2 separate regions of the Sus scrofa genome follow, and region 2 is linked to region 1. A link is a contact called in public HiChIP or PLAC-seq data. All regions are on one chromosome and are shown on one strand. The core of a region is the stretch at or near the end of the contact, and the rest is flanking DNA. Distances in the headings are between cores, read along the strand shown. Region 1 overlaps SDHC (succinate dehydrogenase cytochrome b560 subunit, mitochondrial). Region 2 holds the start of PCP4L1 (Purkinje cell protein 4-like protein 1).

What was found. HiChIP or PLAC-seq counts read pairs in DNA pulled down with a chosen protein or histone mark.
Region 2: a contact with region 1 is called in an H3K27ac HiChIP or PLAC-seq map of alveolar macrophages. The contact joins the promoter of PCP4L1 here to the enhancer-like site in region 1. A contact is called at or near these places in 2 of 5 promoter capture datasets (liver and skeletal muscle), 8 of 47 Hi-C or Micro-C datasets (adipocytes, embryonic fibroblasts, liver and 4 more) and 1 of 2 datasets of contacts at active chromatin or transcription factors (alveolar macrophages).

The regions. Positions count from the first base shown.
Region 1 is chr4:89,133,811-89,138,649 of Sscrofa11.1, forward strand. SDHC (succinate dehydrogenase cytochrome b560 subunit, mitochondrial) reads right to left here. Exons shown (of 6, transcript XM_003125659.6): 6 at 1,600-2,447. The coding sequence ends at 2,343. Among named protein-coding and RNA genes, the nearest start is that of CFAP126, 28 kb to the left of the region's middle. Within about 2 kb of position 1,366, at least 5 of the 83 cell types and tissues checked have an H3K27ac peak or open chromatin away from gene starts, as enhancers often do. A contact at or near this core is called in alveolar macrophages and retroperitoneal adipose tissue, where this site is marked.
Region 2 is chr4:89,210,985-89,215,842 of Sscrofa11.1, forward strand. It overlaps PCP4L1 (Purkinje cell protein 4-like protein 1), which reads right to left and starts at 1,868. Exons shown (of 3, transcript XM_003125657.5): 1 at 1,621-1,868. The coding sequence starts at 1,629.

The DNA.
Region 1 (4,839 bases), core at 116-2,615:
CTGAAGAACAGAAATGACTAGAGTACAGAAGAAAAATAGAGACAGTAAGCAGAAATTTAGGACAAAATAACAAACATGATGACCACTCTACCCCTCCCCCATCCTAATCACCTGAATGATAAGAAGTCACCAAAAAAGTCAAGAAATCCCCTGTTCATCTCCCAGCCTCCAATTTCTGTTTATCATCATCCCTATTCTGCATCTTTCTGGCAAGGGCTATTAAACTTAATGCCCTTGCCAAACCTCTCCCAGGCCCAATACCCCAACTGTTCCCTTGTGAACATACGTACCTCACTCCAGAGACAAGTACACAGGACATATGGTGTAACCTGGAGGAATGCTACAGAGACTGCTCAGCACCACTCTAGCAAAAAGGGAGAAGTGATCATCACTTAGAGCCAAACAGTATCTGGGAGCTGGGGTGAAGACTGTTGAGGCAGCTAAGATCTTCTTCTCCACTGAGACCAGTTAGTCATCGTTACTCCTCTCCAACCCGCAGCTTTAACTGGCTGGCTAACAACTCAGAGTGACAGACAAGACAGATCCATCACCCCAGAGTTTCCAAAAACTATCAAAACAGTGCTCCTGCCAAGGGAGTTAGGGCCTCTACAGATTTATTATAAAAGTAGCAAATTTGGCCGTTGCAGCTCAGTGATGATGAACCCAACTAGTATCCATGAGGATGCAGGTTTGATCCCTGGCCTTGCTCAGTGGGTCAGGGATCTGGTGTTGCCATGATCTGTTGTGTAGATCATAGACGCAGCTTGGATCCCGGGTTGCTGTGGCTGTGGTGTAGCCTGGCAGCTAAAGCTCTGATTCAACCCCCAGCCTGGGAACTTCCATATGTCAGCTGTGGCCCTAAAAAGCAAAAACAAACAGGAGTTCCCGTCGTGGCGCAGTGGTTAACGAATCCGACTAGGAACCATGAGGTTGCGGGTTCGGTCCCTGCCCTTGCTCAGTGGGTTAATGATCCGGTGTTGCCGTGAGCTGTGGTGTAGGTTGCAGACGTGGCTCGGATCCCGCGTTGCTGTGGCTCTGGTGTAGGCCGGTGGCTACAGCTCTGATTCGACCCCTAGCCTGGGAACCTCCAAATGTCGCAGGAGCAGCCCAAAGAAATAGCAAAAAGACAAAAAACAAACAAACAAAAAAGTATCAAGTTTTCTCAATAAACTATAAAAAGTTTTCCAGGTTTCCAAAAATCTCTCCTTTCTTATCTTTATTCTCTTTTCTCCTCAAGTTTACATACTAAGCTCATGGGCCCTTGGCTGTCACCTCCACTGTTCCACTAGATTATAATTGCCTTGAAGCTTATGATCAGTTCTCAGTGGGATTTTGGAGCCTGTAATAACCTCAAGCTCTCTGCATGCTTAACTTCCTTCCTCTTGCTTCTTCCTTCTCTGAGATTTCGGCATGACATTAAATCCTTGGCTACTTATAGTTGATTCTCTGAATTTTCCACTGGTCACTTGTAGGACAAATTGCTTCCCTCCTGAGAAAGGTCAGACTGGGCGATGTAAATGCCTGAGACCAGAAGGAGGGGGAGGAAACTGGATCCTCCCCAACCGCTATGCCCTTGGTTTCTCAAGATATCAAGGAGAGTCAAAGACAAAATGATAACTTTAATTCACTGTCAGAAAAAGCTGTCACATGAATTTGGATTAGAAAACATATTAGGCTTGGTTTTTCTGGAAATGTAAAGAAGAGAAATGACCCTTAATAGGTTCAACCACCATTTTCCAGATCTTCCTCTTGCATCAAAAGCTATATACATCTTCTCCCCAAAGCACCTGCTCCATGAGCCAACTTACCCTCTTTATCTCACTCCAGCCAGAACAAGCTAATTCCCCTCCACCCCACCCCTCTCCTTTCAGTCACACTGTGTGGGTGCTAAAGACCCTGGGCTCTGACCAATGAACAGAATTGTCCTTTAAGCCAGCAACCCACAGGCAGTGGCACCCAAAGCCCCCACTCCCAGTCCCCATGGCAGGGGCCACAGAGCTGGCATTGTTTCTACTGTCTCAGGAAAAAGGAGCCAAAAGCTGACCCTCAGCATAAATCAAGGCCCAATATGGAGAGAGAATGAGGGCTCCCAGGCCTAGAGTAGGCTGCAAGCTGGGGGCAGGAAAAGGGAGTTTTTGCAGTCATTCTATCTTTAAAAATAAGGGGAAAAGTGGACACTTTTCCACTACTATGGTTCTATAACGTACTCTACTGCTGAGCTCCAACAGGGTCTGCAAGCACAAAAGGGTCAGAGCTTTGCCCTGGCTGAAGATAACAGCAACAAATAGGAAGATAAATCAATGTAGTAATTTGCAGGACGATGATGTTGGGAACTCAGCTCTTCACATGGCTGCCAGCCCTACAGAGGACAACACAGTAAGAATCAAGACAACCACTCCAGACTGGGTTAGCTGGGGAATCGTCAGGCCTTTTCCTAGGTCCCAAATCTGTAGAAACAAGAAAAAAAAAATTTTTTTTTCATCAATTAGGGTCCTGGTCACTCTCACAGTTCCCTTCTCAAAAAGGAGCTCTATCTAGGAACAGACAATTTCTCTCAGCCTGATTCTAGAGAAAAGCACTTCTCCCCTTATTCCTTACCTTCACCTTTCTCAAAACCCACAGAACGTACCTACCACCACCTACTTATCCCAGTAACAGAAAAGGGATCCACCCTTAGCCCTATATATAAGAACTTCCAGACTGAATAGATAAAACTTTCCCTCATGACAAGAAAACAAGATCAGTGTTTCCCAAAGTGTAATTCTCCAAAAACTAGATCCTCAGAACAGTAAAAGGCATTACATGGTAGGGGGAAAGAGTTCTATGTTCAAATAAATTTGGTATTTACCCATAAGACCTCTCAAATAATTTATTAATACACACTGCTAATCTCCAAAATGGAGATATAATATACATGATTTCCTAGATACAGCCAACCACAGAACCCCCTTTGAGAAGGACCATTTGTCCAATCAGAGGACAGGTATTTTTAAAAAATACTCCTTGCGATCTAGAATAATATTTCTCAATTTTGTTTTGACTGTGACCATCCCCAACTAAGAAATATCTTTTTAATGAGTGTGTGTATATACACACATATGTATTATATATCATATATAAAAGTTCATGAAATAATAAGCAATATTTATCATTATATTAAGTTGTATTCTATCTAAATTTCTTTCTTTTCTTTTTCTTTTTTGGCTGCACCCACGGCATGCAGAAGTTCCCAGGCCAGGGACTGAACTTGCACCACAACAGTGACCCAAGCCTACTGTAGGGACAATGCCGGATACTTAACTTGCTAAGCCACATGAAAACTCTAAATTATTTTATTGGTAACAACCTACTAAATTGATTTTCTACATAATGAGTCAAAAACCGCAATTTAAAAACCACTGATCTATTGCAGATGCATCTGGTTTGTAATCACTTAAATATATTCTCACTTTAAGTATAAAAAAAAAAAAACAAAACAAAAAAACCACTGATCTAGACTCTTTTGTCCTCTAGGGATATTAACATATTATATTCTGAATTTCTGAAAGACCCTCTTGAACAAAAGTAGTCTTCAGGTTTCTCACTTTCCACACACGATGGCCTCAACACACACAGATGCCCACACTCTGAATATAAAACTGATTAAATTTTTTTCTCTGCTTTAGAGAAAAATTAAGAGAGCCCAGAAAAAAAAAAATCAAGATGAGATGAGATCAAGATGCCCCTACCTTAGCTTCTAAAGAGCTTCTACCTAGGGAAGATTAGGAGTCAATCAGATTCCACAAAGTTATTTTGTTTAAAAAGGCATAGTGTTTTATAAAAACAAAAAACTGAGTTCTGCTGGGTGGCAGTGATAGAGGGATAGTTTCTAGCATACTGAGATCCTGTCACTTCTACTTTCTTAAATCAACCCCACCTCCACTCCCCCATTAAATCTTCTGGCAAGACAATTATCAAGTTCAGAGTGAAAGAACAGTGGACTGTCACACAGAACAGATAAAATCCTGTCCCACACTCAGAGCCAGGACTTGCTAGGACAACAAACAAAAGCAGATTTAAAGGCTTAAGAAAAGCCTTGACTTAGTTCTGACATTTTATAAAACCTCCTTCCCTTCCCTCCCCCAACAATGAGACATATGCAAATATATGGCAAGTCCCTGCCTGAGCTAGGGGAGCAGCAGAGGAAGCTGATCAGCTGATTTTCATTGGAGAGCTTTGTTCTGTGGAATACGAAGTCATTAGTGGAAATGCCCTCCCTCTCCATCCCCTCCCTGAGGGAAATGAAGTCATTTTGAATCAAACTGAACACTGCCCCAGGGAACAGTTGATAGATACACTTAATTTAATAGGTCATTTATTCTCTCACTTTTCTGATTCCATTAAACTATTGGACCAGACTGAAATTCAGAAAGTGCTTGTCTCAGAGCTCTGATGCAGAAGTTACAAAAGGTCAAATTAAGGCAAAAGCATCCAACTGAGAGGTGGCTCAGGTTGAGAAATAATAAAAAATGAGGAAGAATGAAGCTATAATTATCTTCCTGGGAAAGGAAGCAGGACTAAAGGTAAAGAGACCCCAAAACATAAATCTTAAAATGCTGGAGGAGAGGTTGATCTATGACCTGGGAAAGGTTTAATTAAGCTTTAATTCCTTAATACAAAGGAGTCACCAGTTTGAACTGACCCCATGATCATGCAGGAGACAAAGGGACAGATTTCAGGCTAGCAAAAGACTGTGAGGGTTCTTGCTTTGGTGCATAGGTTAAGTACCAGACTACAGCAGCTTGGGTCACTGCAGAGGCACAGGTCTCATCCCTGGCCCAGGAACTTCCATATGCCACA
Region 2 (4,858 bases), core at 618-3,117, 78 kb after region 1:
GGGACAGGAAACCACTTAAGTTCATCCGCAGCTCCTAGACTAGCTGAATTTTCCAGGATAAATTTAGTGGACCTGACAACCAAAATGTGGTAGCTGGCACTAATTGGCTCCCAGGACAACTTTTAGTAGGAGACAACAGTGCTCCTACTAAAGATGAAGATCTAAATTGAGACCTTGGCTCCAGGGTCCTATCCCTTCACTAACCTTGTATCCTTAAGATTTTTTTTTTTTTTTTTTTTAAGGCCGCACCCATGGCATATGGGAAGTTCCCAGGCTAGGAGTCAAATTCGAGCTGCGCTGCCTGCCTACACCACAGCCACAGCAATGCCAGATCAAAGCCATGTCTGTGACCTACACCAGAGCAACACCAGATCCTTAATCCACTGAGGGGGGTCAGAGATTGAACCCACAACCTCATAGACACTAGTCGGATTCATTACCACTGAGCCACATTGGGAACCCCTATCCTTGAGAATTTTTGTGCTGGTTTTCTGAAATAAATAATAATAATACTAAAAAAAAAAAAAAAAAAAAAAAGGACAGTAGCTAACATAGATTGAGTGCCTACTCTCTGCTAGGTACTGTTCTAAATAACCTGCATATATTATCTCATTTAATCATTAGAACAACCAATATAACCCTCATTTTGCAGATAAAACACTGAAGCAGAAAAAGGTTTAGTAAACTTGCCTAAGGTCACAAAGCTAGTAAGTAGCAGAGCTGGGATCTGGCGTTTAGCTGAGAAGTTGGATTTAACACAAGATCCTGGGTACTAGGAAAGGGACTGCAGATACTACTGCCCATACTGACTTTACTCAGAAAGGAAGATCCTTGTCCCCAGATGCCTACAAATGCAGTCAAACAATGGGAGAGGTCTTTTCCAGTCTCTGATCTGACTCCCACTGATGGACAGTGTTCTTTGACTAGAGGAAGTCACCGTTAATGGACTGGGTCTAGCTGGGATGACCAGGGAGCCTGTGGAAACTAGGGATGTAACAAGCACTCCAGAGGGAGGTCTACTCTTGAAGGGGACATCTCCTCAGGAACCAGACAAGCCCCCTCTATAGCGTTTCTGAATATCAGAAACGGTCCCTCCAACTGTTGGTTCTTGATTGAATGAGCGGAGGGCAGGATGCCACCTTCCTAAAAGGGGCAAAATGGCCCAGGGGGTGAAGGCTGGAGTTCTCCCCGAATGCTACACAAGAAATGTAAGAGCAATACAGCCCTAAGAGAGGGAGGACAGAAGGGAACGTTTTTCTCAGAAATCAGAGCAGTGAGGGAAGCCCGAGTAACCTCGGGGCAGTGTAAGACAGATGCGGAGGGCAGTATCCTGAGGATAAGGCAGGACCTGAGACCTCAGTGCTCCCACTCTACACCTGATTCCAGTTCCTCAAGATCGCCACCCACAGTCGGGGGACTTAAAGCCTCCCTCTTCCAATTGTCCCCCAGCGCCCTGAGGTGGGAGCTTTCCCAGAGGGGCAGTGGGGCGCCCCTGGAGGGTTCTCCGCGACTCTGGGCTGCCGTGCCCTCCCTCGCCGCCCCGGGACCCGGAGCCGTGATCTCCCCGCGCCGCAACTCTGGCCCTGGCCCGCAGCGGCAGGACCGGGCAGCGCCTCTCACCTCGCTCATCTTGGCGGCCGGACGCGGCGCGCAGGGCGCGGCACGTGCAGGGGAGACGAAGGGCCCTAGGGCTGCACGGGCGACGGCCGCCAGTTGCCGGGCTCTGAAGCAGGAGCCCCTCTGAGGAGGGAGGAAAGTTAGTGCGGAGAGCGGCTGCTAGTGTTCCCGCACCCCGGATCCTAGCGCTCCGCTCCGGGCTAGGAATCCCTTCCGACCCTGTCCTGTCAAAGCCGCTCGGCGAGTCGCTGCCTGCCCCACCTTTTATACTCAGCTCCGTACCCGCCTCCAGCTTGACCAATAGGAGCTCTTCCTGCCGCAGAGTGATAGCCCCTTGCATCCAATGGCGGCAGGCTCAGAGGTCTGCTGCATTTCCAAACTAGGGTAAGGCAGAGAGCGGGAAGGAGGCGGAGACCGTCGGGGGATGAGAGGACAGAAAATGAAGTAGGGGGAGCAAAGAAGGAAGGAGAAGAAAGAGTAGTATCGGAAGGAGGGAAGGAGACAGAGGAAAGGAAGGAGTGTGTGAGTTTGAGAAAGTGAAGAAAGAAGAGCTGGGAGGAATCAAGACGGTACGTGTGAAGCAGGAAACAGCGAATGAAAGGGTAAAGCCAAGAGATGCCGCAGATTAAAATTTAGTAATAGGATGGCAGTCTGAATAAGAGAAGGGAGGAAAGGAGCCAGGGAAGGAGGGAGAGAGGGAGAGACAGAGAGAATGGTATTCTGTGGCCAAAAAAAAAAGGAAATTTTGAAGTGCCTGTTTGGTTTGGAAGATCTTAGGAGTTGAAAGACATCTTAGGATTCATCCATCCTGCCTCCCACATAAAGCAAAGAGTCTTTTCCAACAAAATGATTGACCCCTAGCATCGACTTGAATAGGTAGTGAACTCCCCTCAAAAATTAATTTACAACTGTTTATTCATTCAATCTCAGTCTGACAATGTGTCCTCCACTGTGCTCCACTGTAGTGGTGAAACTATTAAAAAAAAAAAAAAAAAAAAAGAGGGAGACACACTTATTTTGACCTTGCACCCATTGTGGCCATTAAAATAGATTCCGGAGTTCCCGTCGTGGCGCAGTGGTTAACGAATCCGACTAGGAACCATGAGGTTGAGGGTTCGGTCCCTGCCCTTGCTCAGTGGGTTAAGGATCCGGCGTTGCTGTGAGCTGTGGTGTAGGTTGCAGATGCGGCTCGGATCCCGCGTTGCTGTGGCTCTGGCGTAGGCCAGTGGCTACAGCTCCAATTCGACCCCTAGCCTGGGAACCTCCATGTGCCGCGGGAGTGGCCCTAGAAAAGGCAAAAAGACAAAAAAATAAATAAATAAATAAACAAACAAACAAACAAATAAATAAATAAAATAGATTCCAATATGATAGTTCTATCTCCTCAAGTCCAGTGTTTGTTTGTTTTGTTTTTTCTCCCTTCCAAAAATTCAGGTAGCAACCTATTTGGTGGAATTTTTTTTTTTTTTTTTTTTTTTTGGTCTTTTGAGGGTTGCACCCCACGGCATATGGAGGTTCCCAGGCTAGGGGTCGAATCAGAGATGTAGCTGCCGGCCTACACCACAGCCACAGCAACTCAGGCTCCTAGCCACATCTGCGACCTACACCAAGCTCACAGCAAGGCCAACACCGGATCCTTAACACACTGAGTGAGGTCAGAGATGGAACCCGAATCCTTGTGGGTACTAGACGGGTTTGTTAACCACCAAGCCACAACAGGAACTCGGTGGAACATGTCTGAGTATCAAGCAAGTGGAGGTGTTCCCGTTGTGACACAGCGGAAATGAATCTGACTAGGAACCATGAGGTTGCTGGTTCGATCCCTGGCCCTGCTCAGTGGTTTAAGGATCCAGCGTTGCCATGAGCTGTGGTGTAGGTGGCAGATGTGGCTCAGGTCCCAATCCAGCGTTGCTGTGGCTGTGGTGTAGGCCAGTAGCTGCAGCTCCAATTTGACCCCTAGCCTGGGAATGTCCATTTGCCACGGTGCAGCTCTAAAAAAAGGAAAGAAGAAAGAAAGGAGGAAAGAGAAGAAAAGAAAAATGATTAAACAAGATGGAAAGAAATAGAACGCCTAGGTAAAAGTCATGATCTTTCTGATAACTTCAACTGGGATTCCTAGCTTTCATTTCTACTTAAAAGAAATCCTTTACTCTTGCCTGTGATACTTCTAGGCATTGTAAAACCTCTTAGCCTACTTAAGGCCTCAGTCAGCCAAAACCAAACACTTTCAGCTTTAGCTGTTGCACCCTTTTAATAGTTTCTTTCATAGCCTGTAACAACTCAGTCATTAATAGCTGAGCTTCTCTCAGCCAGCAACCACTGATCTCTTCTCAACAACCAGATTCAGATAAGACCTCAGATACCCTTTCTTTGGCTAGATCCTTGGCATGTTTACATTTTCTCTGCCAGTTCAGAAACAGAGAAGATGGGGGGAAAAGATCATATCTTATCCCCATCCACCTGGGATCTTCTGACTCTCATTTTCCAATGGGAATCTGGTTGCCTAAGTTACTAAATTCTAAGTAGGCTTGCTCCTACTCAGTCTATGGTGCCTACACTCTAGCTTCCCCCACCTTTCTATTGAATGGCTAATTAGCATTGACAAGATTATCTTTAGTGAAGCAGACCTCTCCAAAATTCTTGAACAGCTTTGCAAAGATTATACAGAAAATTCAAGATCCTAGATCAGAGGTTAACAAGCTTTTCTTGTAACAGCCAGAAAGTAAATATTTTAGGCTTTGTAGGTCCTGTACGTGAACTACTCAGAGTCTCCCTTTATAACTTGAAAGCAGTCATAGAGTATATGTAAACAAATAAGAGTGGCTATATTCTAATAAAACTTTATTTGTGGACACTAATGTGTGAATTTCATATAATTTTCATGTGCTTTGAAATATTCCTTTTTCTTCTTTTAAATGTTTAATGTAAAAACCATTCTTAGCTCACAGACTGCAAAAATAGGCAGCAGGCCAGATTTGGCTTATAGGCCATCAATTCTGATCCCTGCCATAGCTGATTAAATGCCCAAATATGCTACAATAATAAGTTGTATAATAGTAAATAGTAATGAGTCAAAGAAGAAAGACATTGTTGGAGTTCCCGTCTTGGCGCAGGGGTTAACGAATCCAACTAGGAACCATGAGGTTGCGGGTTCAATCCCTGGCCTTGCTCAGTGGGTTAAGGATCTGGCATTGCCGTGAGCTGTGGTGTGGGTCACAGACGCAGCTCAGATCGCACGTTG